Regions from separate parts of the Mus musculus genome. Here regions 1, 2, 3, 5, 6 and 7 are each linked to region 4. A link is a contact called in public HiChIP or PLAC-seq and promoter capture Hi-C data. All regions are on one chromosome and are shown on one strand. Each heading gives the region's core, a stretch centred on a gene start, on an enhancer-like site or on the middle of the called end of the contact. The rest is flanking DNA. Distances are from core to core; before and after follow the strand shown. Region 1 holds the start of Pcsk4 (proprotein convertase subtilisin/kexin type 4). Region 2 holds the start of Adamtsl5 (ADAMTS-like 5). Region 3 holds the start of Sgta (small glutamine-rich tetratricopeptide repeat (TPR)-containing, alpha). Region 4 holds the start of Btbd2 (BTB (POZ) domain containing 2). Region 5 holds the start of Gamt (guanidinoacetate methyltransferase). Region 6 holds the start of Gng7 (guanine nucleotide binding protein (G protein), gamma 7). Region 7 holds the start of Mex3d (mex3 RNA binding family member D).

The links. Promoter capture Hi-C pulls out the DNA fragments that hold promoters and counts their contacts. HiChIP or PLAC-seq counts read pairs in DNA pulled down with a chosen protein or histone mark. Capture Hi-C pulls out chosen DNA fragments and counts their contacts.
Region 1: a contact with region 4 is called in a promoter capture Hi-C map of liver. The contact joins the promoter of Pcsk4 here to the promoter of Btbd2 in region 4. A contact is called at or near these places in 3 of 39 promoter capture datasets (hippocampal neurons, liver and neural stem cells), 3 of 115 datasets of contacts at active chromatin or transcription factors (bone marrow-derived macrophages, embryonic stem cells and pancreatic cancer cells) and 3 of 9 other capture datasets (adipose tissue, liver and pancreatic islet).
Region 2: a contact with region 4 is called in a promoter capture Hi-C map of neural stem cells. The contact joins the promoter of Adamtsl5 here to the promoter of Btbd2 in region 4. A contact is called at or near these places in 2 of 39 promoter capture datasets (the SN4741 cell line and neural stem cells), 1 of 15 datasets of contacts at CTCF or cohesin (large pre-B cells), 1 of 484 Hi-C or Micro-C datasets (embryonic stem cells), 1 of 115 datasets of contacts at active chromatin or transcription factors (pancreatic cancer cells) and 1 of 9 other capture datasets (adipose tissue).
Region 3: a contact with region 4 is called in a promoter capture Hi-C map of neural stem cells. The contact joins the promoter of Sgta here to the promoter of Btbd2 in region 4. A contact is called at or near these places in 2 of 39 promoter capture datasets (frontonasal cranial neural crest and neural stem cells), 2 of 115 datasets of contacts at active chromatin or transcription factors (astrocytes and pancreatic cancer cells) and 1 of 9 other capture datasets (adipose tissue).
Region 5: a contact with region 4 is called in an H3K4me3 HiChIP or PLAC-seq map of bone marrow-derived macrophages, with 2.5 times the contacts expected there. The contact joins the promoter of Gamt here to the promoter of Btbd2 in region 4. A contact is called at or near these places in 2 of 39 promoter capture datasets (cranial neural crest and pre-B cells), 2 of 484 Hi-C or Micro-C datasets (embryonic retina and pre-megakaryocyte-erythroid progenitors), 4 of 115 datasets of contacts at active chromatin or transcription factors (bone marrow-derived macrophages, differentiating embryonic stem cells, epiblast stem cells and 1 more) and 3 of 9 other capture datasets (adipose tissue, liver and pancreatic islet).
Region 6: an H3K27ac HiChIP or PLAC-seq map of microglia shows a contact between it and region 4, with 6 times the contacts expected there. The contact joins the promoter of Gng7 here to the promoter of Btbd2 in region 4. A contact is called at or near these places in 2 of 39 promoter capture datasets (the SN4741 cell line and maxillary cranial neural crest), 2 of 115 datasets of contacts at active chromatin or transcription factors (microglia and pancreatic cancer cells) and 2 of 9 other capture datasets (adipose tissue and liver).
Region 7: a contact with region 4 is called in a promoter capture Hi-C map of hippocampal neurons, with 2.2 times the contacts expected there. The contact joins the promoter of Mex3d here to the promoter of Btbd2 in region 4. A contact is called at or near these places in 9 of 39 promoter capture datasets (the HPC-7 cell line, cranial neural crest, embryonic stem cells and 5 more), 3 of 484 Hi-C or Micro-C datasets (B cells, embryonic stem cells and erythroblasts), 10 of 115 datasets of contacts at active chromatin or transcription factors (the SCID.adh cell line, bone marrow-derived macrophages, embryonic stem cells and 4 more) and 3 of 9 other capture datasets (adipose tissue, liver and pancreatic islet).

Annotation. Positions count from the first base shown.
Region 1 is chr10:80,327,560-80,331,230 of GRCm38.p6, reverse strand. Pcsk4 (proprotein convertase subtilisin/kexin type 4) reads left to right here and starts at 1,758. Exons shown (of 15, transcript NM_008793.2): 1 at 1,758-1,960; 2 at 2,181-2,285. The coding sequence starts at 1,781. Reep6 (receptor accessory protein 6) reads right to left here and starts at 1,086. Exons shown (of 5, transcript NM_001204931.1): 1 at 886-1,086. The coding sequence starts at 1,000. Gm51809 (a long non-coding RNA gene) reads left to right here. Exons shown (of 3, transcript XR_003949017.1): 2 at 90-288; 3 at 739-772.
Region 2 is chr10:80,346,170-80,349,820 of GRCm38.p6, reverse strand. Adamtsl5 (ADAMTS-like 5) reads left to right here and starts at 1,373. Exons shown (of 13, transcript NM_001285435.1): 1 at 1,373-1,465; 2 at 2,196-2,264.
Region 3 is chr10:81,058,552-81,062,118 of GRCm38.p6, reverse strand. Sgta (small glutamine-rich tetratricopeptide repeat (TPR)-containing, alpha) reads left to right here and starts at 1,848. Exons shown (of 12, transcript NM_001358550.1): 1 at 1,848-1,991.
Region 4 is chr10:80,654,536-80,657,805 of GRCm38.p6, reverse strand. Btbd2 (BTB (POZ) domain containing 2) reads left to right here and starts at 1,312. Exons shown (of 9, transcript NM_145361.3): 1 at 1,312-1,676. The coding sequence starts at 1,321.
Region 5 is chr10:80,259,223-80,262,663 of GRCm38.p6, reverse strand. Gamt (guanidinoacetate methyltransferase) reads left to right here and starts at 1,652. Exons shown (of 6, transcript NM_010255.4): 1 at 1,652-1,943; 2 at 2,751-2,896; 3 at 3,000-3,063; 4 at 3,420-3,441. The coding sequence starts at 1,763. It also overlaps a transcript of Dazap1 not described here.
Region 6 is chr10:81,013,619-81,017,333 of GRCm38.p6, reverse strand. It overlaps Gng7 (guanine nucleotide binding protein (G protein), gamma 7), which reads left to right and starts at 2,409. Exons shown (of 4, transcript NM_010319.3): 1 at 2,409-2,478.
Region 7 is chr10:80,385,849-80,389,141 of GRCm38.p6, reverse strand. It overlaps Mex3d (mex3 RNA binding family member D), which reads left to right and starts at 1,491. Exons shown (of 2, transcript NM_198615.2): 1 at 1,491-2,481. The coding sequence starts at 1,722. Gm30823 (a long non-coding RNA gene) reads right to left here and starts at 1,382. Exons shown (of 3, transcript XR_380610.3): 1 at 1,245-1,382.

The DNA.
Region 1 (3,671 bases), core at 509-3,008, 330 kb after region 4:
GACTTTCTCCATGAGAATATTCGAGAAGGAGTACACACAATGGGCTGATAGGGCTGGGGTTGTTGTCCCTTGTTTTTCCATCCACTTAGGGGCCAGCTGGGCCACTGGAAAAACCAGACTTGCAGAGAAACCAGACTTGGGGCCTGGCATGCAGCCAGGGCCCCAAGAGGAGGCAGGTCACATGGAGAGTTGCAGTAGGACCCTAGGGTGCCCTTTTCCAAAGACCTTGGAAGAGAAGCAGGCAAATGAAAATCCCCCTTCTTGGGATTCCAGGATGAGACCCTACAGGTAGGTCAGAATGCCCAAATAATAACAGGGTCCCTGGGGGAACCAGAATGTATTTCCCTTCCATAGATAGGCACCTAGGACATTTTGGTTGCCTGTTGGGGACCCAGCTGTGCATTTCTTCCCAGTCTGGTCTGGGTGCCTAGTACCTCATGAGGTCTTTTCCCAGGCCCATCAGGGACCCAAGATATGCACTCCTTCTAGGTCTGAGTCCTTATGGCCTTGTAGAGGCCCTCAGGAACCTAGGATGTGCACACCTTCCAGGTCAGAGTTCCCAGAACCTCACGATGCCTGGTATAAGGGTCCATCTTAGAGATGGGATGCTGCAGCTAGGAATGAACTCTCAGGACCTCCCAAACCCCGTAGAAAACCTAAGATGTAAACTCCTTCCAGGGTGAGGGCACCCAAACTTCAAGATGCCCAGTCAGAACTTGGGTCCTGCAACTTATACAGGGATAGGACCCGGGAGCCAAGCCTGCATTCCCAGGGCCTCCTGGAGCTCGTCTAGAACCCATGACATGAGTCCTTTCCAGTGATGGGACCCAGGACCTCATGGTGCCCGTTGGGAACCAAGTGACATGCACCCCTCTCCAGGCTCACCCGCGGCGAGATACCGCTTCTCTACACCGGTCCTTGCTTCGAGCGCCCCGAGCGCTTCGGTGGCCACGTTCTTCTGTTCCAGAAAACGTTCGAAGCGCTGGCGCAGACCGTCCATGGCAGCGGCGGGCGCGGGGCAGGCCACTGAAGCACGCCCGCAACCTCGCGCACCGGCGCCGCCGAGAGCGCACTTTCACCACCCGCCCACCGCCCGGCCCCGCCCCCGGCCCAGTGCTTTCGGCCCCGGACCCTGGCTCCGCCCCCGCCCCCCGGCTCTGGCCAATGGGAGGGCAGGGCGGACAAAGGAGGTGGGGCCTGCCCCGTCTCCCCGGCCGCATGGCCCTCTGGCCAGGGTGAGGGCCGGGGCGGCAGCGAGGAGTCCCGAGGGGGCGGGGCCCCAGGGTGATGGCGTGTTGATTGGTCAAGAGGGTGTGGCACGATAGTGATTGGACAAGCGGTAGATTATTGACGGAGAGCGATTGACGTGGGTGGAGCTAGTTGAGGAACAGATGGGCGGAGCCTGGTAAAGATCAGCGCTGATTGGACAGACCAGAAAGGAGGCGGGACTACACTGGAAAAACGAAGCTGATCACGAAGGAGGGGGCGTGGAGAAAAGTGGGCGGGGCCAAATAAAGGTTGAAGGCACCTGTTACCTTGAACCTGCTCCTAAGGGCAGATGGAGGGGTTGTCCTTGTATAGGTGGAGAAAGTGAGGTTCCCGAAGGCTTAGGTCCCTATGAATGTGTCACTCCTAGTGGAATATTCCCACCCCTCCCAGGTGGGGAGGGGGTGGGGGAGGAAGGAAGCGCAAGGCCCCTTGGGAGTTGACAGCTTCGCGTTGCTATGGTGTCCAGGCTGGGAGTGCTTCCTGAAGCCCCGCCCCCGCCCCGCCCCCCGCTATGCGGCCCTCCCAGACAGAGCTGTGGCTGGGTCTGACTTTGACTTTGGCCCTCCTGGCTGTGAGGTGGGCCTCAGCCCAGGCCCCCATCTATGTCAGCAGCTGGGCAGTGCGGGTGACCAAAGGTTACCAGGAAGCTGAGCGCCTGGCCCGTAAATTTGGCTTCGTCAACCTGGGACAGGTGGGTGGGACGTGGGGTGTGGGTCTGGACAACCTCAGATCTGGACAAATGGGAGGGTGTCCCCAAGACCTCCCCAAATATGTATCTGTGTGCCCCTCCATGTTCAATTTGGGATTCTGTGGCTGTCATATGGACCCCTGGCTGAGGTGTATAAAGTCGTGGAGATCCTATCAAAGGAGCAGGGTCCCAGCTATGCCCCTGTTGTCCGTCGCATTCCCAGATCTTCCCTGACGACCAGTATTTCCATCTGCGGCACCGGGGTGTGGCCCAGCAGTCCCTGACTCCACACTGGGGCCATCGTCTACGACTGAAGAAAGATCCCAAGGTGAGAGTGCTCGTGGATGCTGTGTCCCAACCAGTAGCCTTCTGTCACCGTTCCTGCTATGAGTGGCCTGTGTGAAGTGGGGCCTAGTTGGGGAAGCCATGTGTGAGCTAGGCGCATATGTAACACAACTTAATATCCAGGGGGACTCAGATAAACCCTTGCCCTGTTGTCCTGAATGGAAGGTCTCATGCACTGGTCCTTTCCCCCCCTGCAAGCCACAGGATGTAGGGAAGGGAACCGGTCCATTTCAGCACACAGGGGAGCTGGAGTCGGTGAGTGTGCAGAACCAGGGGCAGAGCCCAAGTTTTTGGTGCTTCTGTAGGTGTCCTGTCCACATTAGGCCAGTCTGCCACTGGGAACAACTCTTAGATGGCAGTCAAAAAACAGGCATGGAGGTGTGGTATGAGCCATAGAGGGTTACAGGATACGTTAGAGAGGGGATCACCTGCACTGGGACCTATCTTAGCTATTGCTATGACAAATACCATGACCAAAGCAACTTCCAGAAGGAAGACTTTATTGGAGCTTATTGGACTCAGAGGGTGAGGCCATGGCCAGTATGTCAGGGAGCATAGCAGGAGGGGTCAAGGTGGTGCTGATAGTTCACAAGGGGAAGGGAGAGCTAGCTGGAAAGGACATGGGCTTCTGAAACCTCCAAGCCCACCACCCACCTCCCAGTGATAGCGATAGACCTTCTTAAACAGGTTCACCTACTGGGAACCCAGCCAAGTATAAAAGGTAGGGGCCATTCTCATTCAAACCACCACAGGGACTCAGTGTCTTTAGAAGCCAAGCCTCTGAAGGAAGAGAATGAAGATAAATAGAAGTGGATAGATGGACAGAGATGGTCACCCAGAAGAACATGGCTCCTGAGAGAGACTAAGATGGGGTGTAAGGAGAAGGGCACAGGAGATGCTTTGGGCTGATAAACAGCACATGGAAAGGCCCTGGGGTAGAAGACAAGACTTTTTCCTGCCTTCCTAGTTGTAGCTTTGAGAGGAGCAGGCTGACTGCTGTAGGCCAGCTGGGCAGTAGGTGTGGTGATGTTGGACGAAAACGGAGGGGATAGGAGCTAAAAGGTTCAGTGGGTAGAGTGGATGGTGGGACGGAAGTTCTGTGTTCCATCCCAGCACCACCCAGGCATGGTAGCACACTCCAGTCATGCACATGGAGAAGTGGAGGCAGGAGGATCAGGAATTCAAAGTTATCCTCAGTTACATAGAGTTTGAGGCTAGCCTGGACTACATGAGACCTCATCTCTGAAAACAGAGAAATAGACAATGAGATGGCTCAGAGGGCAAAGGTGCTAGCTGCCCAACCTAGCTGAGCTCAATCCCCAGATCCAAGTAGAAGGAGAACACTGACTCCCACAGTTACTTTGTTGTT
Region 2 (3,651 bases), core at 124-2,623, 310 kb after region 4:
TCTCATTCTCCTGCTGACCCTGGCTAGGCCACCCTTGCCTCTAGCCCCTTTAGTGGTTATATGTTCTGTAGGGGTTCTCCTCACAGCCCATGCCTGGCCTTAGCATCTTTTCTTCAACAGGATGATGGGTGTCAGAAATCGGAGTCATGGCCATGCATGGCCACCTCCCCACACTGGGCTTGGCTGCTGGGCCATAGCTGTGTGCACACAGTGACTTGCATAATAATGTCACGGAGTGGTCACACTCAGAGATGTTTCCAGCGGCTGTCCTGTGCTGAGCCCTGTCCAGAGGACCTCCCTGAGGCAGGTGTATACAGCAGACACTGTCCTCTATGTGTAGTAAATACTGCAGGCAGTCTGCTTTTCAGGGAGTGCATACAGCAGGCACCGTGCCCTGTGAGGAAAGCGGGCCAGAGGTCAGCCAGGTGGGCTTCCTAGAGGAGGCGAGTTCAGCGCCCAGGAATAGCATGGTCCACACAGCACTGATCATCGCAGTGCGGCGTCCTTCTGCCCGGCTGCCGGGAGGCTACACGAAGGCGATGGGGTCAGGGGGTCCACAAGAGGCTGGCAGAGTGCCGGGAATGGGAAACTGAGGCGGAGGGCTTGAGGCCAAAACCAGTGGAGAGAAGCAGCACTGGCGTCCAGGCCTAGAGGGCGGGACCGGGTGGAGCATTGGTGACGGCAGCGCCTGGGAATGTGGGGCAGGGAGGGTCCCTCCGCCCCCAGCGGGCGCGCGGGGCCTCGTGAGGGGATGCTTGGGACTCGAGTGAGGAGTCGGGGGGCGGGGGGGGTGGAGATGCGAACCAAGGCAGGAAGGTCTAACTGGGGAATGATGTGGACCAGCGTGGAGAGGTCTAATTGGGGGTAACAGGGACGGGGTGGGAAGTCCCAGTTGCAGGGATGATGGAGACCTGGGTTGGGGTCCCAGGGATTGTTGGGACAGAGCTAGGAGCCTGGCCTGAGTGGGTGATGGGGATGAGGAGAGGAAATCTGGCGTATCTGGCTGCGGGGTGCTACGGAGCAGGACGGGGTACTGAGAGTGAGAGGGCGCCCTGGCATGGACTATCCCACCCCAAGCCCCAGCGCTAGGCACATTCCCTGGCCCTGAGCGCGGCGCCCGGAATAGCAGTCCAGTCACCCCCGCGCACCGCCCCGCAGCTGCACTTCCCAAGGTCACTGGCACCCAGGATATCAGGACCAACGCTGGGCCGCTGAGCTGCGCTGTCAGACACAGTAGGTCAGCCCCCTGCCGCAGGTCCGGGCCCAACGCGTGCGCCCTCTCCTGCCGCACGAGGGCGCCCTTGGCCTGCGCCCTCGGTGACCCCAGCCTGGGCGCGCCTAGGAGGCCCGGGTGGGAGGGATCGACCGAGTTCGCAGTCCCGCACTTTGGGGCCCCGCCGCTTCCGCCAGTCCCCGGGGCGTCCCGGGGAAACTTGGACGTATTGCCTTGGGCTCTCAGCAGATGGTAAGTCCCTCTTCCCATCCTGCCACTATTCCACCCGGTGTGGCGGCGGGGATGAGATTGGTTTCTTTCCCTGCTCGGAGCGAAAGCAGCAATCCCTAGGATGGTGGGTGAGTTTGGGGGTCGCACTTCCTACGGGATGGGACTGAAACTCAGGAGACCGACACCCCAGTGACTGGTGCACCAATGCGGGAGAGGGATGCAGTGCTAGATGCGGTGCTCGGGAGAGGGCATTGACAGACATGGGTAGGAGCCCCCCTCACGAAGGGGGTTATGAGATGGCCTTCCCCAGCCTCCTTCTTCCTTCCTTCCCGGGACAGCCCAGTTTCTGGGCCCGCAGAAGGAAGGGTCCGGCGAGTGTCTTGAAGCAGTTCCCGTGAGTTTCCAATTTACAGCCATCTCGGTCCCAAGGTGTCCTAAAGGACATCAGATTGGCTGACAACCGGAGAGACCCTGGTTCCAGCCGGGCCGGGGTACTTTTGTCCTCCTTACCCCTTTTTCAGGTACCTGGACCCTGTGGGCTGCAGATCTTTGAGAGCCCGTGTGCCCTTCAGAGAGCCTGGCCCGGGCCCAGAAGGGACTCACTTCATCTTGGTTCCCTTCCCTCCTGGCTGGTCTTGCCAGGCTGGGATCACGAGGAGGAGGGCGTCGGCTGAGAATGACTTCATCCGGTCTCTACAGTTGGGGAAACTGAGACCTCCACTCAGCCCCACCCTGCTCTTCTTGTCCGCAGATCCTCTAGGCACCGCAGCCCGCAGCTCTGGCAGATGAGACCATGACCCACGTGTTGGCAGGAGGCCAGGTCAGCCGCCCAGCGCCTGCCACGGGGTGGGGTTGGGGGTGGGGAGGAGGTCCCTTAGGCTATGGGGTACCTGGGAGCACAGCGGTCCCCAGAGGCTGGGGGGCAGCTGGGAGGGGGACATCCATTCCACCCTGAGTTTCTGGATGAGCCTCCATTAATTATCCCTCTACAGGCTCTCAGAGACTCAGGGATGGGGTTCCGCGGGTTTTCACTGCACAGATGGGGAAACCGAGGCCTGGAGAAATGGAATGGTTGGTTCCTGGCCACCCAGGAAGGTAGATGAAAGGGGTGACTAAACTTGCAGCCACCTAAAAACTGTCCTTAAAGGATTCCTTGTGCATTATAAAAGAACACACTGGGGCTGGTGAGATGGCTCAGTGGGTAAGAGCACCCGACTGCTCTTCCAAAGGTCCTGAGTTCAAATCCCAGCAACCACATGGTGGCTCACAACCATCCGTAATGGGATCTGACTCCCTCTTCTGGAGTGTCTGAAGACAGCTACAGTGTACTTACATATAATAAATAAATAAAAATCTTTAAAAAAAAACAAAAACAAAATAAAAGAACACATTGTCTATAGGAAGAACTGATTAAGGTGGGTGTGTGGCAGTCCAGGACTAGCAACTTTGTCCCAGGAGGCTAAGGGAGGAGGATTTTTCAGAGTTTGAGCCTAGCCTGAGCTACAGATCAAGACTCCCATCTCAAAAGGAAAGCAGAAGCCTGTCCTAGAGCAAAAGCCCAGTGCCCACTGTCCAGGAGCTAGTAGGGGAGGCAGGAAGGTCACGAGTTCAAGGTTATCCTTAGCTACTCAGGAAGTTTAAGACCAACCTGGGCTACAAGACCCTATCTAAAAAAAAAATAAAAAAGAAAAAAAGAAAGCTGGGCGTGGTGATGCACGCCTTTAATCCCAGCACTCGAGAGGAAGAGGCAGGCGGATTTCTGAGTTCGAGGCCAGCCTGGTCTACAAAGTGAGTGCCAGGATAGCCAGGGCTACACAGAGAAACCCTGTCTTGAAAAACCAAAAAAAGAAAAAAAGAAAAGCACGTGTGCAAATCTTTAGTCCCAGCACCTGGGAGGCAGAGGCAGGCGGGCCTCTGTGAGTTGACAGACCAGCCTGGGCCACATAGAGAGTTTTGGGACAGCCTGGATTACATAGCGAGAGTGTCTCAAATAAACACAGGAGGAGGTGGAGAGATGCTCAGTGTTCAAGATCTTTTTTTTTTTTAAGATTTATTTATTTATTATATGTAAGTACACTGTAGCTGTCTTCAGACACTCCAGAAGAGGGAGTCAGATCTCCTTACGGATGGTTGTGAGCCACCATGTGGTTGCTGGGATTTGAACTCCTGACCTTCAGAAGAGCAGTCGGGTGCTCTTACCCACTGAG
Region 3 (3,567 bases), core at 599-3,098, 400 kb before region 4:
TCTTCTCTCCTCTCACGTCCCTCACAGCTTTTCTATCCTGACTTATTGCACACCTCACATCCCTAACCAACCCAGGACACTAAGTTTGGTAATTATAACTACGCCATGTCAAAGGTGGGGTGTGTGCAGAGGATTGGCAGGATCACAGCATATCATATCAGCACTTGGACACTGATGCAGGGGGATGGACAGAGTTCTTGCTTTTCTTTTCTGCTTCCAAGACAGGGTTTCTCTGTGTGGCCCTGGCTGTCCTGGAACTCACAGAGATCCTCCTGCCTCTGCCTACTGAGCGCTGGGATTACAGGCCTGTGCCACCATGGCCCACCTGGAATTCCATAAATTTAAGGTCAACCTGAGCTACATAGTAAGACATGGTAAAATGAAAATAGGAGAGATAGTTCAATGGTTAAGAGTACATATTGCAAACTGGGTAGTGCAGTTTTAGCCCAACCTTGCCTACGGTATGAGACCCTGTCTCAAAGAAAATAAAAAAAGTAGAGTACATACAGCTTTTGCAGAGGGCCTGAATTGCACTGCACCCAACTCTAGCCTTGGGGATTCCATGCCCTCTTCTGATTTTTATAGGCACTGTATTCCCATGCAGACACCCACACATAGACATCCACATAATTCAAAAGTAAAGATAAGTTGGTTTTATTTATTTTTATTTATTAATTTTTTTTTTGGTTTTTCGAGACAGGGTTTCTCTGTATAGCCCTGGCTGTCCTGGAACTCACTTTGTAGAGCAGGCTGGCCTGGAACTCAGAAATCTGCCTGCCTCTGGCTCCCGAGTGCTGGGATTAAAGGCGTGCGCTACCACGCCCGACCTGTTTTTATTTTTATTTTTATTTTTTTATTTATTTTTGGTTTTTTGAGACAGGGTTTCTCTGTGTAGCCCTGGCTGTCCTGGAACTCGCTCTGTAGACCAGGCTGGCCTCGAACTCATCCCGAGTGCTGGGATTAAAGGCGTGGGCCACCACGCCCGGCTCCTGTTTTTATTTTTTGAGACAGGTTTTTCTGTGTAGCTTTGGCTATCCTTTGTAGACAAGGCTTGCCTCAAACTCACCGCGATTCCCCCGCCTCTCCAGTGCTGAGATTAAAGGCGAGCACCACCACTGTCTGGCTGCTAATCTTTGTTTTTCTTTTAGGCATCAGAAAGAAGTTGGGGTGTGCAAAAGATAAGTTTGTAAATAGGTTTTAAATATAAAAATAAGTGAAGTAGATTGTTTAGTGGTTAATCACACTTACTGCTTTCACAGAAAGTGGGATATGCCAGTTTCCAAGATGGGCGAAGTGGATGAAGAGTTCCGGGCCAGGCTGGGCTCGTAGTATTGTCATTTTAAAAAAAGGAAAAAGAAAAAAAAAATTACGAAAACAGGGGGCTGGTGAGATGGCTCAGCAGGTAAGAGCACTGACTGCTCTTCCAAAGGTCCTGAGTTCAAATCCCAGCAACCACATGGTGGCTCACAACCATCCACAATGAGATCCGATGCCCTCTTCTGGTGTGTCTGAAGACAGCTACAGTGTACCTACATATAAAAATAAATAAATCTTTAAAAAAAAAAATTACGAAAACAGAACCAAAAACTTCATAGCATCAGTTAGTGGCTTTGATTCAGATTTGTCTTGCTGAAAGCAGCTAGATCACGTGACAGACTCCATACCACGTGGTCTGCCTTGGTGCCTCAGGGGTCCGCCGCCGCCCCACCGTGCTTTAGGCCTGACCCGCTTGGTGACTGTCAGACTAACTTCCGGTTTTCCTGATGCCTCCAGAGGGCAGTTTCCATAACAACCAGCTTGTGACCCCCCTCTTCGCGTGACGTCACTTCTGTTTTAGAGCGAAGGGTGCACTTGAGCGCATGCGCAAAAGGAAACCTACACAGGAAATGGTTTTTTTCTGCGCAGGCGTCTTGGTCCTGAGGGCGGAGCTTGGCTGCGCCGCGGTGCGCAGGCGCAGCCGTCGGTGGGTCGGGTCTTCGGTCGACTGAGAGGTGAGGCTGGGGGCTCCGCCGTGCCCCGTATGGGCGTCGGGGGTCTGTGGGTTTAGCTTCGCTGTGCTCGGGAGCCCCTGGGACAAAGGTGGCTTGTGATCCGGACTTCTGCTCTCTTCGGGGTCACGTGAGCGGGCGGCGCAGAGAGGAAACTGAGGCAGACAGCGTCCCAACCCACCCCCACCCCTCGTCGCTTTTTCTCACGAAAAGGTCAGCGTTTAGGTGTGTGTGGGGCGGATCTCAGTTTTCTCGGGGCCCCTAAGGTCTAAGACCCTCTTACATTGCCATTCCTCACCCTGGTGACCTTGCTTAGCCTGTTGCCTGCCCACAGCCTCAGTTTTCCTCTTCTGTACAATGGACGTTGTCACCATTGTCTGAGCAGTTGTGGGTGCTCCTTCCCATTGGGAGGGTGTGTTTGATTTTGGTGCCAAAGGTAGGTAGTGTGTGGGTTTGAAGGGCAGAGGGCCAGCTGTGCATGCTAGGGCAAATAGCTTGACCTCTCTGAGGAGGAGTTTTCTTAAAACAATGGTAAGGCAGGTGTGCTGACACATGGGCAGAGGCAGGAGTATCGTGGGACTTCCATGCTAGCAAGGACTACATACTTTGTCTCAGAAAACGAAACAACCAAAAGCAAAGACTCGAGCAAATAGTCTAGAACTTTGGTCCACAACCTATAATCCAGTCTTTCAATTGAGAGGGGGAGACAGCTGGATCGCGGGGAGTGAGTTCAGGCCCAGCCTTGGATACCTAACACGGTGGAGGTAGCTGGACCACAACGTGAGACCCTGTCTGAAAATGAAATCGACATAATTAATAGTTTGTTTGTTTTGAGACAAAGTCTTTATCTGTCTCTGGCTGTCCTGGAACTCACTATGTGAGCCAGGCTGGCCTCAGCGCCACCTCTGCCAGGACTGTAGGTGCCACCACCTCATCTGGCATCATAATTAACGTAAAAAGGATGTCAGTCTGGGCCCGTTTAGTTGTAAGCTGGGCTTGCTGGCTGTCATCCCAGCTTGTAGGAGGCTGAATCGGGAGGATGGAAGTGAAGTTCAAGGCTATGTTGGGCTACATGGTGAAATCCTCTTGTCTCAAAAGCCAGGTTGTAGTGGTGTCCGACTTTGATCCCAGCACTCAGGAGGCAGAGGCAGGAGGAGCTCTCAGAGTTCGAGGCCAGCCTCTGGTCTACAGAATGAGTTCCAGGACAGCCAGGTTGCAGAGTGAGACCCTGTCCTGAAAAACCAAAACCAAAAATGAAATGTTAGCAACAACAAAAACAAAGAAAGTCAGTTGAAATTGTTATGTCTCTGTGTCTGTCACCTGGACATTAATTGTCCTAAGGTCCATTAGCAGAGGTCTGTTAGCCTCTGTGGTGGCTGGTGAAGGCACACGTTCCCCACCAGTTGATTGAGATGACTTTCCTGTTTTGTCCCTCTGTGGTCATTTATTTGATCAGTCTTTCCTTTTATTGGTCATTCTCATCCACAGGGACAGTGTATGGGGATGTTTGTGATCGGTGTGACTGAAGGGGCTTCTGATGTGACACTGACACTGGGTGGGGGTCAGGAACATTGCCCAC
Region 4 (3,270 bases), core at 63-2,562:
GGCAGGTGTTGCCCACCATGCCCAGATACATAGTAATTCCTGCCCCTCCTCCAGTCTCTCCTTCCTCAGGCCTGGCCTGTCCTCTCCTCCTCTTTGTACCTTACCCCTCACTCCACTTCTTTCCCTTTCTGGGTTCACAGTCTAGTTTGGGCTCTTTTTATTATGGTTATTATTATTATTATTATTATTATTTTTTTTTTTTTGAGACAGAGTTTCTCTGTGTAGGCTGTCCTGGAACTCACTCTGTAGACCAGACTGGCCTAGAGCTCAGAAATTCGCCTGCCTCTGCCTCCAAAGTGCTGGGATTAAAGGAGCGCGCCATCACTGCCCAGCTAGTTTGGGTTCTTAATGTCCTACAGCCTAAGGCAGAGCCGGGATTGGCTAGGTTCAGGGGCTCAGGAGCATTGTGTGGGTGGGATCAAGGGCCTGAGACCTCAACATCCTCACTTCCTTCTGTTCCTCTCCGTTTCTCCTAACCTTCCCGCATTCACCATCTTCAAAGGCCTGTCCTTCTTCCTTTTTCCCTCCATCCCTATTCCTCTGTCGGCTTCCATCTAGACCCTGTGGCCCCGCCCTCTAGCCCCGGGGTGCTCAGATGCACCACGCCCCTTCACCTCAAGTCTGGGCCTCTTTCCTCCACTGTGTGATCTCCTCCTCCTCCTCCCCTCCCCTCCCCTCCCCTCCCCATGCTGTCTTTCCTGCTTCTTTCCTCTGTCTGTCCTTTACCTCTCCATGCCTTCCCTGCCTCTCCTCATCCTTCTCCTCCTGCCCTTGCTCGAATCCAGGGATGGCCTGCGCCTCCATGGCCCGGACTACCTCCCCTACCTCCTGTCTCTGCTCCTCCCCCGTTACCACATCCTTCTCTTTCCTCCCATTCAACCCCTCCTGTTGCCCTCCTCTCTGTCCCAGTATCCATTTCTCCCTCTCATTTCTCTCGGTCCCTTTTTCCTCTGTTTCCCCTTCTCCTTCCTCCTCTGGCATTTCGGGGCCCTCCTCTTCCTTGTCTCACCAATCCTGGGCCTAGCCCTGCCACGCCCATCCTCCCTCCCCTCCTCTCTACGCTCACAATCGCTTCTCCATCTTCCTCTCCTCCCTCCCTCCCTCTCTCCCTCCCCGTTTCCCTTTCCAATCCATCCTCCTCCCTAGCCTTGCCCTTTCTTCCCCCTTCCCGTCCTCCCGTTGGCTCCTCCCTTTTTGTCTCCTCCCCTCGCCCCTCTCAGGTCTCGGCTCTCTTTAGCCCCGCCCCTCCCTTCCTCCTCTCAAACGCCCCGCCCCATGACCACGCCCTCCGTGGCTCCGCCCCCGCGCCGCAGCGACAAGATGGCGGCGGGCGGCAGCGGGCGCGCGTCTTGCCCGCCGGGGGTCGGGGCCGGCGCGGGCAGCCTGGGTCCCAGTGCTAACGCGGCCGCCGCCCCCAGCAACGCCGCTGCCTGCGCCCCGGTGCCTCCGCCGCCCCCGTCCCCGCCGCCTGGGCCCGGGACTGACGCGCAGGCCGTGGGCGACGAGCGCGACGACGCGGGCCCAGGCGCGCTGCTGCGCGAGCCCGTGTACAACTGGCAGGCCACCAAGCCCACGGTGCAGGAGCGCTTCGCCTTCCTCTTCAACAACGAGGTGCTGTGCGACGTGCACTTCCTGGTGGGCAAGGGGCTCAGCTCGCAGCGCGTCCCCGCGCACAGGTGGGCCGCCGGGACGCGCCCGGACCCTGCAACCCCAGACCCTGCATCCCCAGACCCTGAACCCCACCCAGACCCTGCACCCCAGGAACCAGCACCCTGAAACCCTGCGCCCTACCCGGGACCGTTCATCACAGACCATGCACTCCACCTGGACCCCGCACACTCTAAACCCCGTAGTCCACTCAGAGCCTGCACCCCCCCATTCTGTTCCCCCACCCGGATCCTGCACTTCACCTGGACCCCGCACCCCATGAACCAGCACCTTAGAACCCTGCACTCAAGACCTTGAACTCCACCCAAGACTGCACCTCAGACCTGCACCCCTATCCAGGCCCTGCATCCCAGGATCCTGCATCCCAAATCCTGCAGTCAGACCTTGCAGTCTGCTTGAACCCTTCATCCCAACCCTAATCCCAAGAGCCTGGACTGCACCCAGATTCTTTATTCCTAGATATTGCACCCCAGACCTTGCATCCTAGAACCCTGCACCCCAAGAATCTGCATTCCACCCAGGATCATGTACCTCAGACTCTACACCCCACCCAGACCTTTCACCACCCCTGGACCCTGAATCTGGAGCCTCAGGCTCTTACCTTAGGATTCCTGACCCCTTCACCTGAACCTGGTTCCCACAACCCCCTTCCCCCACAGTGTACTTCCTAAACATGGGAACCTGGAGGTTCTGTTGGGTCCTGCCTGCCTTGAACCTGGTTCTAGGGCCATTTCATTTTATCCTTAGGTTCTGCTCCGTTCTATCCTGGATCCTCTCTGCTCTCTGAATCCATTAGTCACCCCAACATTCCTCCAGCTTATCCAGTTCTAGGGCCCCCTCCGTCCCCACCCATGACCCCTTAGATCCCCTTCTTACCCCATGTTCACACCTCACACCATCTAACCTACTGGCCCCATCAGAGACCCTTGCCTCTTGTTCCTCCAGCACTGGGCTTCCAGCCTGTCTGAGCCATCACCCCCAGACCTCACCATGGCCACGATGAGTTGAGCTCTTTGGGAGTGGGCAAGGGTCTGGCACAGCCTCAGAAAGGATTGAGGCCTTTTGCGAGTTCTGTGCAAGCTGTGGTAGCGTGTACCGCCTGCCAGTGCGGTTCTTGGCACATGACCTTTATGACCATGTGGGGTAGCTTGTCCAGCTTGATGGCAGGAATGGGGAATGTGGACGTGGGTGTGTGTGTGTAGCCCTCTGGGAAAGAGAGAAGTGGTCTCTTGCTGGAGGGGCAGAGGTGAGGGGAAGTGTTGACTCAGAGGTCTCTCACTCAGGTGGGGGCCGGAGCAAGAAGAATGGGGATGTTGTAGCCCCTTTACAGCTTGTGGAGAGTTGGGGGGGGGGGGCTTCACAGGTGGTACGGTGGGCAGTGGAGGACTTGGCTTCCAAGTGGCTGAGGTTTCTTAGTGGTGCTGTGGAGGGTTGCTAAGGGGTCGGCTGCCTGACTTGTTGGAAGGCACCAGAAAGACCCTTCAGGTCCTTCCTTCTTCTGAGCTCTCTGGGCCTTAGTTTCCCTACCTGTGAACTGGACTCATTTAGATAACCCCATCTGGGACTGCTCGAATGTGTTGCCTCTGTATTGTGCTTGTAACA
Region 5 (3,441 bases), core at 403-2,902, 400 kb after region 4:
CCTGTAAAATGAGGGCACCAACAGTTATTGCTGTAACATCTTCTAAGGATTAAGAGTGTCACTGCTTTTCCAGCAGTTCTTAGAAAAATCATCAGATCGCTACACCTAACATGTCCAAGTGACCCAGTAGTAAGCTAGAGCTGCTGAATGACAGGTATGGATTAGAGCAGCTGAGAGAGGGCCGGCTTCTTGGACCTCACCAGGCCAATGAATGTCTAAACTTGAGGCATTCAGCCAGGCATGGTGGCATACGCCTTTAAATCCCAGCAGTTCAGAGGTAGAATCAGGCAGAAATCTGTGAGTTCGCGGCCAACTTGTTCTCAATAGCAAGCTCCAGGCCAGTCAGGAGCTCCTGTCTCTAAATAAACGGATAAATAGAAATAAAAAAATCAACTTGGGCCGGGCCTGGTGGCGCACGCCTTTAATCCCGGCACTGGGGAGGCAGAGGCAGGTGGAGTTCTGAGTTCGAGGCCAGCCTGGTCTACAGCGTGAGTTCCAGGACAGCCAGGGCTACACAGAGAAACCCTATCTCGAAAAACCTAAAAAAAAAAAAAAAAAAGAATCAACTTAGAGGAGCATCGTGGACGACACGCTGAGATCAGGAAGTTTCACAGCCTCTTCAAACAGTAAATCCAGTACCCTTGCGAGCCAGCCAGGCAAATGCAGAAAGTCAAGCCTCATTCCAAATGTGGTGCCAGGGAGCTTGCCCCGCCCCTCCAGAAGCCACAACAGTGCACGTGCCAGCATATGGTACTCTCCATGGCACTGGGACCACTGGTAGTCTCTAAACGTCCCTCCTTGCACCGCAGGCACTTCACCCCTCATGGCTCCAACTTCCTGCCTAGATAACTTGGCCCCGCCCAGGTCCGCAGGCTCCGCCCCATTCATAGTAAAAGGATGGACTCAGCTGGACTCCACAATTACCCTATCCTCAGGCCCCGCCTCCTTGGCGCCAGCCTCAGCTCTAGCGGAAAGCTAGGCCCCGGATCCTGTTTTGCCTCTACCAGGCTGGGCCCCACCCGTGAAAGAAGACTAGGCTTCGCCAGTAGCAGAACGCTTGGATTTCATCCTATCCCATAAACACCTACCCCATGGCTCTGTCCTCATCCGTAGCAGAAGGCTGGACACCACGGTCTCAGCCGGCTGGCCCCGTTCCTTAGTTTCGTCTCTCATACTTAGCAGAATGGTGACCCCACCCCATTGCTCCGGCCCCGCCCCTAGCAGAAGGCTGGACTCTGTCCTACCATACAGGCTCCATCCTGTATGGCTCCTGCCTGCATTCCTCATAGAAGTCTGGATTCTGTCCCAACCCACAGCTCTGGCCCCATCCATAGCAAAAGATTGGACTCCTCCCCAGCCCACCAGTGCAGGACCTATCCCATTCCGTAGATCCGCCCCTCAGAACTTTACTTTGGGCTCCAGCGAGTAGCCCCGACCGTGAGCACGCTCCACCCTGTCCCTCAGCTCCATCCACCCAGGCCCAGCCCAGTGCCAGGCTGGACCCCCTCCCAGAGCAAGGGCCAACCCTCTTCTAATGACTGGACCCACCCTAGCCCAGAAAAGCCCCGCCCCAGCGAGTAGGCCCCGCCCACACGGCTCAGCCACGGAGTTCTTTAGGGCGCATAGGCCCCGCCCCCGCCTCAGGCTCCCACCCACTTGAGTGCAAGGCTAATCTCTGTGCAGAGGCACCGCCCCACTCCGCCTCCACCGGCCCCGCGGCTCCGCAGCCCTGCGCTCCCGGCCTGGTTTGCACAGCCTCACCATGAGCTCTTCTGCAGCTAGCCCGCTCTTCGCGCCCGGCGAGGACTGCGGCCCCGCGTGGCGCGCGGCCCCCGCGGCCTATGACGCGTCTGACACGCACCTGCAAATCCTGGGCAAGCCAGTGATGGAGCGTTGGGAGACCCCCTATATGCATGCGCTAGCGGCGGCTGCTGCCTCCAGAGGTACTCTGCCAGAGGAAACTGAGGCTGCAGCTTAAAAGAGCAGGAGCTCCCATGCATGTTGCAAGTCTCAGTTTCCTTGCCTGAGGCACTGAGCTGCCTTGGGGCTACCTTGGTCGGGAAGGGAAGGGTATTTGCAAAAAGTGGACGCAGGAAAGAGGTCCCGGCTCCGAACTGGAACTTCCTCTCCCAGGGAAGATTTCTACTTCCCGGGGCTGGGTCTTCGGACCACAGTCGAGTGGAACTTAATAGAAAGAGCGAGAAAGAGCAGAGGGGCGTGAGGCTTGTGCTTGTCGGGAACCTCCGAGTCTCCAGGGGCTGTTGCTAAGAATAGCTTGGGAAAACTGAGCAGAGAGGCAGCTGTCCCGGTGCTGTGGCCCTGAACTTCTGTACAAGGGGTGGTGTCTGAGGCACCCCAGCTTCAAACAGGGCAGATGGGCAGTGAGTGAGTGGACTTCAAAGTTCACCCAAGGCAAATGAGGACTTGGTATTAGGTGCAGAATGAAACGTGGAGGGGCTGCAGGTGTAGAGCCTCCAAGCCAGGCTTGGCCCTTTCTCACAGATTAGAGCACAAATCGCGTGGGCAGGGGCTCAGAGTCCAGGGATCCCTGGGGCCAGGCCCTGGGCTCCCAGGCTAGCCGCTCTGATTGGCAGCTGGCCCGAGCCCACACTCTGCTGTTACTTTGTTCTGTCCACCCACATGGTCCTGCTGGCTGGCTGGCTGGCTGGCCTTGAGGCAAGTGTGAGCCAGGCCTCACATCTAAGTCCCCCTCCCCCACCCAAACCAGCTGTCATGTTTTGTCCTCCTAGGGGGCCGGGTCTTGGAAGTGGGCTTCGGTATGGCCATTGCAGCCTCCAGGGTGCAACAGGCCCCCATAGAGGAACACTGGATTATTGAGTGCAATGATGGGGTCTTCCAGCGTCTACAAGACTGGGCCCTGCGGCAGCCACATAAGGTACCTTCTGCCGCTGGGGTGCAGACTGGGAGTAACCCTCAGGGCTGGGAGATCATGGGGTCCCATGTGACCCTCAACCTCTTTTGACCCTCTCCTCTCCAAGGTTGTTCCCTTGAAAGGCCTGTGGGAGGAGGTGGCACCTACCCTGCCTGACGGTCACTTTGATGGTGAGGGAACTCTGGGAGCCTGGCAAAGGGGTTGAGCTCTGGGGAACCCGCTAGCGTCTGGGTACTACTTGGCAGCCTGTGCCTGCTTTTACACTACCATACCCTCTTCAGCCTGGTGGAGCTTGCCATCAAAAGGATGACCAAAGTTTGACCCCCAGGATGTACGTGGTGTAAGGAGAGAATGGATGCCTACAAGTTGTCCCCCATCCCAACAAACACACCTCCAATGTGCACTGGGGACACATCCGTGGGAAGGGCAGCTGTATGGGCTGGGTTAGCGTCCAAGGCCATGGGATGGCTCAGATGAGGTTGGGCAAGGCTGTGCCAGCGCTGACTGGTATGTGTTCAAACTGCAGGGATTCTATATGACACGTACCC
Region 6 (3,715 bases), core at 1,160-3,659, 360 kb before region 4:
AACAAGAGTCATAGAAACAGGCTGGCTTGTGGCAGCCAAACCTTTAATTCCAGCACTTGGAGGTAAATAGATGGGTGAATCTCTGTGAGTTGGAGGCCAGCCTTGTCTACACAGTGAGTCACTATTTCAAACAAACAAACAAACAAACAGGGCTGGAGAGACAACACGGCAGTAGAGAACACTGACTGCTCATCCAGAGAACTAGGTTTCATTTCCAGCACCCAGTCCCAAGGGATCCAATACCCTCTTCTGGACTCTGCAGACCACTTGCATACACACACACACACACACACACACACACACACACGGTGAGCACACAGACACATGCATGCACAACATCTTTACACACAAAATAAATACGAACAGTTTTGGAAAAAAATAAAACAAAACAATGTAAATCATGGAAATGAAAGAGTCTAGGTAGGTCAGGGTGACAAGGTCTGGACCTAGGGGAAGGGGATGTGCCCAGGGCGGGCAGCTCCAGCGCTCCCCCTGGTGGCCTCTGGGCTCAGTGCGGTCTCCTGAATCTACTTAGACTCAATTGCATGCCACAAAAGGGTAATTTTTGTGGATCTTGTTTTGAATTACATTTGGGAAATTTGTGTGTGTGTGTGTGCACGTGTGCATGTACACACGCTCCAGTATGTGTGTGGTAGTCAGAGGACACAATGGTCTAGCCTTACTGGAGATTAGATTCTCTCAGGCTCTCAGGCTTGGAGGCAGATACTTTTCCTGTTGAGCTACAAACCTCTTAGTGTTTGTATTTATTTATTTATTCATTTATTTATTTATTCATTTATTTATTTATTTATTTAAATTTTATGTGCACGGGTGTTTTGCCTGTGTGCATGTCTGTGTGAAGGTGTCAGATCCCCTGAAACTGGAGACAGTTGTGAGCTGCCATGTGAGTGCTAGGAATTGAACCCAGGTCCTCTGGAAGAACAGCTAGTGCTCTTAACCACTGAGCCGACTCTCCAGCATTAGTTAGTTTTTGAAACAGGGTCTCATGTTGCCTACAATGGCTTCAAACTCACCCATGTAGCCCAAACTGAACTCAAACTTGGGGCAGTCCTCCTGCCTCATCTTCTCAAGTGCTGGAAGATAGCCCAACTCTGCATCTACCAGGTGAACCACAAACAGTAGTAGGGTCTGGGGACAGCCTGGATGGGATGTGCCAGGGAAGAACACTGAAGAAAGGTTCTGGGCTTTCTCTGAATATAAAGTGCAGTGTTTGTGTGTGTTTGTGTGTGTGAGCACACGTGCATGTGTGTGCCTGTCTGTGCATGTCTGTGGTGGGGGCATTCATATGTGTGTGCATGTATGTGTGTGGATGTGTGTGTGGATGATAGCCAGGTTCCTTCAGGAATGACAAGAGTCCAGGGAGCCGAGCCAGTAGATTGTCTGTCACAGAATGTCAGTCCACACCAGAATCCTGAGGTCACCCACCCAGGGGCTGCACTGGTCTTTCCCTGGGATGGCTGTTACCTGCAGGGATGTTCCAGATGTCTCTGAGGTCACCAAGAAAACTTGTAGAGAATGCAGACCCATGGGCTGGGGCTTCCAGCATGAGTCCCTGGTGCCACTGCCCCCACTGGAGAGTCAAAGTCATCCTCTCCTGCATGGTGAGTTCAAGGCCAGCCTGGGCGGTTTACTGTGACCCTGTCTTAAAATATATATATATGGCTGAAGTTATAACCCAAGCCAAGTACTGCAAAAGCCAAAAAAAAACCCAAGTAACAGAGAGAATAGAAAAAACCGGAGATGAACATCAGAATACAGAAATGATAAACAAGCAAATAAAAAATCAGTATTTCCTCACTATCCTGGGTCTCTGCTCGGGATTCAAACTCGTTCCTTGAAAACCACAAGGGAGCTTCCTGTCCCTGGCTCCCATGGGGTTTTTTGACTGGACCTTGCTGTTCTGTTAGATCTGGGCTGAGATGGGGAGTTTGATCGGTGTTTTCTTACTGCTAAAATGATGCTCAGCGGAAGATGAATATTATCACAATATGGGATACAAATGTATGCAAACGTCATAATGAAACTCATTATACCATACAATAAATACACACCAATAAAATAAACTCGAAAATCCAAACAAAACAAAGCCTGACTTAGTACATGCCTAACGTTAAGCAGCTTCTCCTCAGAGAGGCCCCTTTGATTGCACCATTGATTGCCAATCTTTAGACGCATAACCCCGCCCTCCAGCTAGTGAATGGCCCGTGGAGACGCCATTCCTGGGTTTGGCCCGCCCACTCGAGCCCGAAGCCCCGCCCTGCCCCCAAGGCTAAGCCTACCAGACTGTCGGCCCTAGGCTCCTCCTCTGGACCAACCTCCGCCACCTTGGCTTCTGATTGGTCCGAATGCTACAGAGGCTCCGCCCTCATCGCGGGAGACCCCGCCCCATGGAAGAGCCCTCTCTAGGCCCCGCGGTGCGTTCGGCTGTGCGGCTGCTGAGACACTGGCTGGAGGCAGGTGAGCTCCGCATGCTGAAGAGACTCGGGGTGTATCGGGGAGGAGTGGGCTGCCTCAGAGAGGACGGGGGCAGCCCAGAGAAGTGGGGTGAAGTCAGACAAGAGTGGGGTGCAGTCAGAGAGAGTTGGGGTGCAGTCAAAGAGGAGTGGGGTGCAATCAGGGAGGAATGGGTGGCAATCAGTTATGGAGGAGTGGGGTGCAGTCAATTAGGGAGGAGTGGGGTACAGTCATACAAGACTGAGTTTGGTGCAGTCAGATACGTATTGGGTAAGGTGACAGGAGTGTGGTGTAGTCAGGGGAGTGGCGTACAGTCAGGAGAAGTGGGGTACAATAAGGGAGGAGTGAAGTGAAGTCAGACAACAGTGGGATACAGACAGAGAAGAATGGAGTTCAGTCATGGAGAAGAGGGGTGCAGTCAGGGAGGAGTGGGGTGCAGTCAAGGAGGAGTGGGGCACTACCTGTTTGCTGTTTGGTTGCACACAGTACCAACACCTTGGAGACAAAGACATAGAGCAGGGGGAAGGTACCTGTGTGTCCCTCTCAGGGACTCAGGGTACATAGGCTTAGATCTTGGGGTGCACAAGGCTCCAGTGTTGACTGACTGTTTCAGAAACTTCCTGTGGGAGTGTTAGGGGCAATAGTGTTAAGGTGTGTGGGCAGCTCTCCACTGCGGGGGTGGGATGGGGTGGGGGTAGGGGCGAGGTGGGAGAGAGGGTGACGGTGGCTGGCTGGGGGACCTCTTGTTATAGCACTGAAACTGTTGCCAGGTGTCAGGGAACCAGGCACCAAGTTCACCGGTTTGCAGCTGCAGACAGGTCTAGTGCTCTCAGTGGCTTTGGGACTCTGCTTTGATCTGTTAGCTGCTGTCCCTCAGTCCTCAGTCCCCCCTACCTCCTCATGAGGGCAGGGCAGCTAGCCCTGGGTAGGCTCCCTGCAGTATCTGCCAGGGAAGATATGTGTTAAGGCCATTCTGGTGCAAGCTGTCACAGAAAGACTATGAGGAACCCCCCTTGACTCCCACCATCCTGGGGTGCAAATGAGAATCTCTACCCCGGTGGTGGCAGGCGTGCTCTCCCAGTCCTTAGGAAACTGAGGCAGAAAAATGGAAAATTTGAGGCTAGCTTAGGCTACATAGTGAGTTCCAGGACAGCCACGACTGCAGAGTGAGACACTGTCTCAAAAACACCACAGTCAGCTTGCAGTTTAGTGTAAGATTGTCTCTGAACTTGGGTGACTC
Region 7 (3,293 bases), core at 242-2,741, 270 kb after region 4:
AGTAAACTAGGATGGCTTGGGACTTAGAGGTGTGAGCCATGGTACCCTACTGGCTCTTGACCTTTTATTAGGGTCAAGGTGGCTTCTGGGCAGAAGAACTAACACACTGGGGGTGTGAGGACACTCTGTGTTCCAACCTGCACTTGTGTTCATGATGGTTGTAAAAGTGACAGGAAGGCATGGATTGGGGGAGGGGCACTGTTGTGGCTAAGAACGCTGCAGAATGGAGCGGCCTCTGCCCCAGACCCTGGGACACAACTGACCTGAGGTTGCAGTCAGCTGTAGGCAAGGACCCAGACAAGGTCCATCCTGTTCCCTGTTCATGAGAAATCTCAACAGGAACTCTGAGGTATATGCAACAGCTGGGGACAGTATGGCCCTGGAGGTAGGCAGAGCCTGTGGAAGAGGCTGCCTTCCTCAGAGCCCAGCATCTCCAGTGAGGGTCGTCTCAAATGATTATGGGCAGTGTCTGCTGGGAAGCGATTCACCCCACAAGTTCTAAGTGCTTATGTCTAAGTTTGGGTGTACACAACCCCCTCCACCCCCAAGGATGAGCTGTTGGGAAAGGCTTGACTTGGGGAAAGGGACCTCTGGCTGCCCAGACACCATGCCAGGAAGGACGTGACTCGGGGAATGGGTCCCCAAGTCATTAAATGTGCTTGGGATAGAGGCGCCGTCGTCAGGAGGAGGACAGAACCAGCTGGAAGAACACAGCACAGGAGCTGGCGCCACCCTGTTACTCAGAGTGGGTTCCATGACTGAGGGTGAGGTGGGGGACCAGAGTCAGTGTGGTACCCTAAACTAGAGAGTCCCCAGGTGCACATAGGTAGAAATCCCCGGCTTCTGGAGGGCAAGGACAGCCTGGGGCAAGCCAGGTACTAGAGAATATTGCCTTTACGATGTAGTCACAGTGTAGGGGCTGATGTGAAAGAAAACACCGTGTGGCTGCGAGGTGATCCCTGCCAGAGGGTCCCCAAGGTCTCCAGGCACACGGGGAGGATTTCCCTGCTCTCGAAGAGCGAGGACTGACTAGAGAAGAAAGACACAGGAGGGGGACTCCACACTTTTGAGCACAGAGATGATTTTGTGGGATCGGGGAAGGGGAAACACAGTGTGGCCGCCAAGTGATCCCTGATAGAGGTCCCGAAGGTCCCCTGGCGGGCACTGGGAGGAGGCCGGGGAAGCCAGGGGTGATGGCGAGGGCTCCTGGAGCACACGACCCTCCCCATATCCCCGGGACGCACCAAGGTGGCTCAGAACTGCGGGCTCCGCCGACCCACCTGTGGCGCCTCCCGCACGTGCGGGCGGGCCAGGGGGAGGGGGAGAGGGAGGAGGAAGGGGAGGGTCCGCACCCTGGGCGGGGGCGGGGCAAACACGTGACTGCCGGCCCGGCCCGCGCGTGCGCAGCGGCGTTGCCCATTGTTGGCCGCGGTGACGTCGCGGGGCGGGGCCGGGGCGGGGCGGCGGGAGGGCGGAGGGAGGGAGGGCACGAGCGTCCCGTGCCACCGCCGCCGCCGCCGCCGCCGCCGCCGCCGCCTCGGCCGCCCAGGAGCCGCCGCCAGCCCTGCCACAGCGCCACCGCCCCGCAGCCCCGCGTCCCCGCAGCATCCCCGCGCCGCCGTCCCCGCCCCGCCGCTGGATGCCGGCGGCCGGCGGCCGAGCTCGCAGACGCGGAGGGCGGCGCGGGCGGCGGCGGCGGCGCGGGCCCGAGCGCTAAAGCCATGCCGGGCTCCACCGGGCAGCCCGACGCGGGCGGCGCGGGAACCGGGACCACCGCCGGCGACCCCGGGCATCCGCACCCTGCACTCGCGGGAGCCGAGGATGCCGCGCCCCGGCCGCCACCCGAGCCCGACGACGCGGCCGCTGCGCTGCGCCTGGCGCTGGACCAGCTGTCCGCGCTCGGGCTGGGGGGCGCGCGCCCCGGAGATGAAGGGATGGCGACACGCAGCGCGGACGGGGCGACAGAATGCGGAGAGGATGAGCCCGCGCCCCCCGACGAGCTCGAGGTGGCCGTGGCGCCCCCGGTGACTGGTGCGCCCTCGATGGGCGTGGGACCCTCGATGGCCCTGGCACCCTCGGTGACTTGTGCACCCTCGATGGCCCTGGCACCCTCGGTGACCAGTGCACCCTCGATGGCCCTGGCACCCTCGGTGACTTGTGCACCCTGCATGGCTGTGGCACCCTCGGTGACGGTGGCACCCTCAATGGCACTGACACCCTCGGTGACCCTGGCACCCACGATGGCCGTGGCTTCTTCGGTGGCCCCCGGCGGGCTGCCTCTTTTGGACCCCGACGTGAGCCCCCGGCCATCACCCCCAGACGTGTTCGCCAGCTTCGCGCCACACCCGGCTGCCCTGGGTCCCTCGACGCTGCTGGCTGAGCAGTTGAACGTGATCGGGAGTCGCAAGAAAAGCGTGAACATGACCGAGTGTGTGCCGGTGCCCAGCTCGGAGCATGTCGCGGAGATCGTGGGTCGTCAGGGTGAGTGGCTGCCGTCGAGGAGTGCAGGGGCGCGCTTATTCTCCTGGATAAATATTGAGGGGGGCACGTATGTATTGGTGGGAGGAAGGGACAAGCTGTGGCCCGTTCTAGCCCAGGGTGAATGTGACCAGGAGACCCCAGGGACACGCCCCGTGTGGAATCTAGGCCTCGGTGGATTTCTTGGCGCCTTTGTTCAAAGCTGCCGGCTGCTGCAGAAGTTGGGCACTGCCCAAGCTGTGGCCACAACCGCGGCCTTTGTCTGGGTTCCTAGGGACAACCACAGTCCATGTGCCATAGCTGGGGGACACCTTAGGACATAGGCCCCTTAGAAGCAGCTAGGGCTGCCCCCCACCCACCCACAGATAGGCATGGGGCGGGGCCAGCTTAGACTTGCTAGCCCAGGGAGGGTGCCCGGAGGGCAGGATTGAAGTATAGTAGTTTAGATAGAAGGTGCCTCTCTTAGCTCTCTAGCTTGGAGGTCCGGACTAGGTGCTGTCCTCTGAGAAAATGACTATAGCCCCCAGCGAACCCTGAGCTTGAGAATCTGGCATTTATAGGAGGGTCTCCTGGCTGTAGAAGCTCTCCATGGGGTTCACCCCGCCCATCTTGACAGGCTGACCCCCAGCGGTCCCAGGGTATAGGGATCTAATCTACCCAGACATGGGGGTCCCTGCGGCAGCACTGTGGAGCTGGGGAGTGTCTCTGTTGGCCGCCCCATTGTTCTCTTTGTTCGAAAGCCAGGCTGAGATTCGCACAGTGACATCAGGCCAGCCGTTGCTCATTGGCCCTTGAGCTGCTGGGGCGGGCAGGAC